Linked DNA regions of Danio rerio: region 1 is linked to region 2. Evidence: chromatin contacts called from public Hi-C data. All regions are on one chromosome and are shown on one strand. The core of a region is the stretch at or near the end of the contact, and the rest is flanking DNA. Distances in the headings are between cores, read along the strand shown.

Evidence for each region. Hi-C and Micro-C count contacts between places; a contact is called where the count stands out from the background.
Region 1: a contact with region 2 is called in a Hi-C map of an unstated tissue, with 4 times the contacts expected there. The contact joins the enhancer-like site here to the promoter of ddx3xa in region 2. A contact is called at or near these places in 2 of 18 Hi-C or Micro-C datasets (caudal fin and an unstated tissue).

What each region holds. Positions count from the first base shown.
Region 1 is chr9:35,071,100-35,074,363 of GRCz12tu, forward strand. It overlaps caska (calcium/calmodulin-dependent serine protein kinase a), which reads right to left. Exons shown (of 26, transcript NM_001423569.1): 20 at 582-778; 21 at 234-349. Among named protein-coding and RNA genes, the nearest start is that of nyx, 26 kb to the left of the region's middle. Within about 2 kb of position 1,547, at least 4 of the 62 cell types and tissues checked have an H3K27ac peak or open chromatin away from gene starts, as enhancers often do.
Region 2 is chr9:35,022,656-35,025,914 of GRCz12tu, forward strand. It overlaps ddx3xa (DEAD-box helicase 3 X-linked a), which reads left to right and starts at 1,959. Exons shown (of 18, transcript NM_001126423.1): 1 at 1,959-2,295. The coding sequence starts at 2,251.

The DNA.
Region 1 (3,264 bases), core at 297-2,796, 48 kb after region 2:
TTTAATGATAGCGTCATCTGTCAAAACTGTACTGCGAATGCATATATGCACTCTTTGTTTATGTGCTAGTCTGAGTTATTGTTATAGCTATCATTCTCGGTGTGATTGGGCCTTTACTCTTTTTTTATGGGTCACATTAAAGATTACTAATAAGGAAGAGCTGATTGACCAGCATGTAGTTTTTTATGTTTGTTTGAAGAGAGAAGAAGAGGAAACCCCATTTTAAACTCTACCTGCGTTGTGCTTTGCTAGGTATTTGTCTTTGTACTGCTTTTTTTTCTTGCCAAACCAAGTACAGCTCGCCTGCTGTTCTTGCTTTGTTTTCTCCATGGCTATACAGGCCACCCGCCTAGAACAAAACAAACAAAAGAAACATGTGGTGAGTGCGCAGCATAACTGTCGGCCTTGATGGCAGTGCATCATTAAGTGCTTTTAAATCATACTGAGAGCGACTTGCATTCAACTGCATCTTCTGTCCCTCCTCCAACAGGAGCAGCCAATCACAATCTTCTGGCTTCCATCGTACAAATGAAAGAAATGATTCAAGTGGTCATTCTGCTCTAGGACAGGATCAAACTCACCACTCCTGGAGTTCTGGGGAGGGAATGAGCCCCGCTGTGCCATTCTTGGTGTTCTCCAGCTTGCCCTGCCACCAGTTATGGTCATCTTTGTTGATAATCTGGATTATGTCACCCACTCTGAAGCGAATCCCGGCCTCTTTACAGGGGATGAGGTCATCTTTTACCGGGTCATACTCGAACTGTGCTCGTACATAAATCTGAGAAGAGACATCATCAACAGAAGTCAGAAAAGCCCTATGAAAGCAGACATAGCAAAGGAAAGGACTGTTAGATAGAGGAGTTCAGGGTATAAGAAGAGTTCAAGGTACCACTGGAGGTCAGGGTACAAGATCAGGTTATAGCTGCGATGAGAGGCATGCTTGAACGGTATGAAACCTGAGTGCAGTGGCAAATACAGATGATGCATGAAGGTGTGTATGAGTGTGAGTTATGTGACGAAGACCTCGCTGGCCTATAGTCTGAGGGAACAGTGGTGTGTGATTCCCGCGTTAAATAAAGATACATTAGATTGACCTAAAGGGGCATTTAAGTATAAAGTATTGGATCAAGCCTAACGTTATATTTTTCAAGAACGATGACGTAGTTGTTTTGAGTCCCTTGCTACATTTGGACTTAAATGATTACACAACAGTTTTTGTTTTTCAGAGCAGTGGATTGGGCTCATTCTTTAAAATCTTACCTTGATGGAAAATTTATCCTTGATTGGAGGTCTGGAGATCTAGGGCATGAGAGTATTACAAACATCATGCAACATCACAGCACTGTGGCGGCATTAGTACGGCACTGTGACCAGGGGTTGGTGAGATGGAGAATGCAACTACGAAGCCTACGTTTGGGATAGTTATGGGTTGATGATAATAAGGAACAAAGCCAGGTGGAGATGTCAGTCACATCACGCTGATATTATCAGTTGTAACCGAGTAGATCTTTTATAGCACTCAGTGACGCATTTCAGACAACACAGACAGACTAGTGCTGGCATATGGCGCCCTCTGCTGACCGCCTGTCTCTCTTTCTATTTCTCAGTGATAAAGGAATAGTTCACCCAAAAATTAAAATGTACTCAGTATTTACTCATCCTCAAGTGGCTTTAAACCTTTCCTATCTTCTGTAAAACACAGAAGACAATACTTTAAAGAAAGCTGAAACCTGTAATCAAAGACTTCCACAGTAGGGAAAACAATATGGAAGTCAATGGTTACATGTCTTCAGCATTCTTCAAAATATTTTCTTTTGTGTTTAACAGCAAAAAAAAAAACAACTCAAAAGTTTGAAAAGTAAAAGTTTAGTCATTTATATATTAAAATTAAATTTTTGGGTGAATTATCCCTATAAGAAAAAACTTAAATATGAAAAAACGTTATAACTTTATACCACTGAATTGGCTCTATCACTGCCTCTCCACTCCACCAATAGCTGGAGTGTGGTGAACGCACTGGCGCCATTGTCCTGTGGCAGCCGTCACGTCATCCAAGTGGATGCTGCACACTGCTGGTGGTGTGGAGAGACCCCCTCATGATTGAGAAGCGCTTTGGCTGTATGGCCATACACGATAAATGTGTACATTTGATAATTCGCAGGATAATCTAGAGCAGTGTTTCTCAACTGGTGGGCCGTGACCTGGAACTTTTTTAGTGGGTTGCAGAGTGTGTGATTAAAAAAACAACAAAAGTTTAATTTTAAACTAATTTTGCTTATATCGGACTTTTAGTTTGAAATGCACGTGCGACAAACGTACCGTTTGACATGAAAAATTTCGTTAAATTATAGCAACAAATATGTCGAAGTACGACACTGAATATGTAAAGTATGGATTTACATATATTGATGACAAAAAAGGCTTAAAACCTCAGTGTGTCATATGTAGTGAGGTGCTCTCACAAGAGAGCATGAAACCTTCTAAATTAAAATGACATTTAGAAACCAATCATCCCAGTTGCAAGGACAAACCTCTGGACTATTTTTAAAGATGACTCCAAAAGCTGAAGGCATCACAAAAGTGCCTAACATCTTCATGTTCAAAACAAGTACAGGCACTCCGAGCATCTTACTGTACTCACCATGTAGCAAAGGCCAAGAAAGCCAATACAATAGCAGAAGAGCAAATAACTGGTGATTATTATAAAAATGGTTATGATCATTTTAATCATTTTACTTTAATTTGCTGGTTTGTTCTGCTCAATACGATTAGTGTTAATGCTTTATTAACAGTTCAGTTTAGTTAATGGTAACTGAACTTTTCCTTACACTATCCACTGTTTACAGTATTTGACGTTTTTACTCTGAAATATTACTATAATTTGATACATTTTGATTTATCTGTCACTACTTGTGTAAATTAACAAATAAATACAAATGAATTATAATTCCTATAATTATATTTTAGTTCCTAAACATTTGGGTCGCGGCATGATGACCATGTAAAAATGTAGGTCCCATGGCCAAACCAATTGAGAACCACTGATCTAGACAAGATGTGAAAGGAAAAACACACCACTTTTGCCCTGAAATATTTTACAGGACAGATGCACCCCCGTGGAATACTTGATCCATGCTTTAACTTTGAGCTTGGTTTAAATGAGATTAGGTTACTCTGTTTTGTGGTGTTGCTCACTCCAAAAAAAAAGAAAAGGAAAAAGGGGGAAAACATAAGCAAGCCTTTGTGTTGGTTTGCATTGTAAAA
Region 2 (3,259 bases), core at 709-3,208:
TACATAACACAATAGTTTTAATAACTCATTTCTCATAACTGATTTATTTTATCTTTGCCATGATGACAGTAAATAATGTTTGACTAGATATTTTTCAGACACTAGTATTGAGCTTAAAGGTTAGATTAATAAGGTAAACTAGGCAAGTTAGGGTAATTAGGCAAGTTATTATATAACAATGTTTTTTTTTCTTTAGAAAAAAAAATAGCTTATGAGCGCAAATAATGACCTTAAATGGGTAGAAAACCTGCTTTTATTCTAGCTGAAATAAAACAAATAAGAGTTTCTGCAGAGGAAAATATTATAGCAAATACTGTGAAAAATCCCTTGCTCTGTTTAAATCATCATTTGGGAAATATAAAAAAAAAAAAGAAAACAAAAATTCACAAAAGGGCTAATAATTGTGACTTCAACTGGCCATCTGTATGTGTGTGTTTGTTTACATTTTGCTCTTTAATAAAACAACAACAAAAAGACTTTTTGAAGCCATGATTTGCAGTCATTTGGGCTATCACATTAACAGCAAATAAAAAAAACAAAAAAAGAGATAATTTGATGGAATTCTAAAAGACTATTGAAGGTCCAGTGCAGCTCTAAAATTAATTGCCATTTTAAATCTTTATACTTTGCCACTCTCCCTCAAAAAGAAAGAAAAAGAGCTTTGTAATAATTAGTTGGACCATGATTATTTCATTACTGTCTTCTTCATCATAGGGCTGTGTGGTGGCTCAGTGCTTAGCACAGTTGCCTCACAGCAAGAAGGACGCTGGTTTGAGTCCTGGCTTGGGCAGTTGGCATTTCTGTGTAGAGTTTCCCCCACAGTCCAAAGACATGTGCTATAAGTGAATTGAATTAACTAATTTAGCCTTTGTGTATGTGTGAACATAAGAGTGTATGAGCGTTTCCCAGTACTGGGATGTAGCTGGAAGGGCATCCACTGTGTAAAACTTATGATAAGTTGGCAGTTCATTCCGCTGTGGCGACGCCTGATATAAAGGGACTAAACAAAGGGGCTAAGCCGAAGGAAAATGAATGAAATCTTAAACATATTCTCTTTTTAAAAACTGTTAAATAGAATTATGTGGTAGTAATTTTTAGTAACCTTGAATAAATTCAAAGATATTGTATTATAAAGGCCTAAAAAAAACAAAACACAGTTCTTTGTGATTTACCTAATTTGAGCCAAACCATCAAGTTGTGTACATTCATTGACAGAATGCATTTGAAAATAATTGAATAGAATTGATTAATAAATTTGTGGTAAATGATTTAATAAAACATCTGGAACAAGTGTATATTGTATAATGTATATATACATTTTCTAAGTCTCCCTTTAAACAATAAAATATTATAAGTAGCCTAAATGTAAGTAGAACTACTCGGTCTTAAAACATATAGTGATTTTAAAAAATGCAATAGCTTCCTGGCTTTATTCAATTGTTTTATCTTTATCAATTTATTATGGAGACCTTAATTTACCAGGGTTCTCTGCTTTTGGAGGACAATAATATATTTCCAAAACATTGCACTTGTGAATAAAATATTTTTATGTAAGAAGTAGACACTTTATACTTTTGAACAAATTTTACAATTGTTCTCCAAATTTACTATTTTTTAATCAAAATGTTTATATATATATTATAATATAACATAATAAACCCTTTTAAAATGTGTCTCATACTATTAGGAGTAAATAAAATGTATTTGCTTTTGAAAAATCAAAGGTGTCAGTAGCAAGTTATTTATATGAAATGTACTACTAATGAAAGTGAAAATCCTTTGTTATAATCGACACGTTAGTACAACACGAACGTTTATCAAAGCTCGGAACATTTAAAAAAACATGCTTTTTTAACATGGCGTGCCGAGGCGAGTATCGCGATACTTCAAGCGCCGTGACGTCTTTCCTCCGCTCGCTGATCCAATGGCATTTAGCCTGAAGCCAAGAGCCACAGCACACTCTGGGCTGCCATCAGCACAGCGGGCAGAATACAGACACATCCCGAAAGAAACTTCAAATTTCGGACTTTTTTTTGGGTCATTACAAGGTCTCAAGAAGGATAACCTACACACTGACATTTCCTTGTGTTTTCCTACGGCTGTCTTGGCACAAAAAGCCCCCGGAGAAGGACAGGACTACAAAAGAGCAAGTGACGTCGTTATAAAAGCAGACTTGGCTGAAATCCTTTAGACAACAAAGAAACAGCTTTTCAGAATTAAAGGAGTAATCCTCACTTATTCTCTTTAGTTATGAGTCATGTGGTCGTCGACGGTTCACACGGTCTAGATCAGCAGGTAGGCTGTGAATATGTTTAAAGATGTGAGCTGTGTAATCGCTTTGATCGGTTGGCTTTGACACGCAGGTTGCGTCTCAAATCCTAGTGCGCTTCCTTCCTAGACAGCATTCTTAGCATTGCGTCGGCTCAGAAATGCCTCTAGGGCTGGTTTCTCAGTAGGTTTTGAGACACAACCGCTGCTCCTCGTGTTGTAATCTTTTACATTTACTAAATGTATACATATTAAGATAATGTATAGCAATAGTGGTTTGACAACTGAACATGTAAGTTAGAATGTGAAGCGTTGTTTGACACACAGCCGACGCCTTTTCCTGTTTAGCTCGTTCGTTGTTTATTTCCCGCATATCGGCAACCGGCAAACCTCAATTAAAACCAGCTTTTAACTTTTTACATCATCGTGACACAAACTATAGTGTCTATCAGCTTATATGAAACCTGTAAACTAGTTGTTTATGTGCAATGTCTGTTTAAAAGCCGCATGGCCTCAAAATCTATCCGACGTTTGAGTCTGCGGCCTGTACGCTAGTTTGATACAACCTTTAATCGTGAAAAACGACTAACTGTTTTCATGGCCAAGCTGGTTTGTTTTGTTTATATCTCTCTGACCATTTCTAGATGGTTCGTTGTGTGATTAATTCGAGTGTATCATGGCATCACGATCATTGGCTTTGTAGGCTTGACTAGGGCCAAACATTTGTGGCAGGCGCTTTTGAAATTAACGGTTAACCAATTTAATCCCAGCCATTACAAAAAGTTTAAAGAGTCCAACAAAGGGCTGATTGATTTTATACAGTGTCCGCTATAAATGAACGCACATATTGTTTTGATTTCATGTGACATTTTTTATGTGACTGACGTAAACGCTCACGTGACCAGGTTTGTTTAACTACGCTTTAGCCCCTCTGAAAAATTGTTCATGATAAAGCTCTTAAAAGGAAGCACGGCAGCTGTTAAAAAGAAAA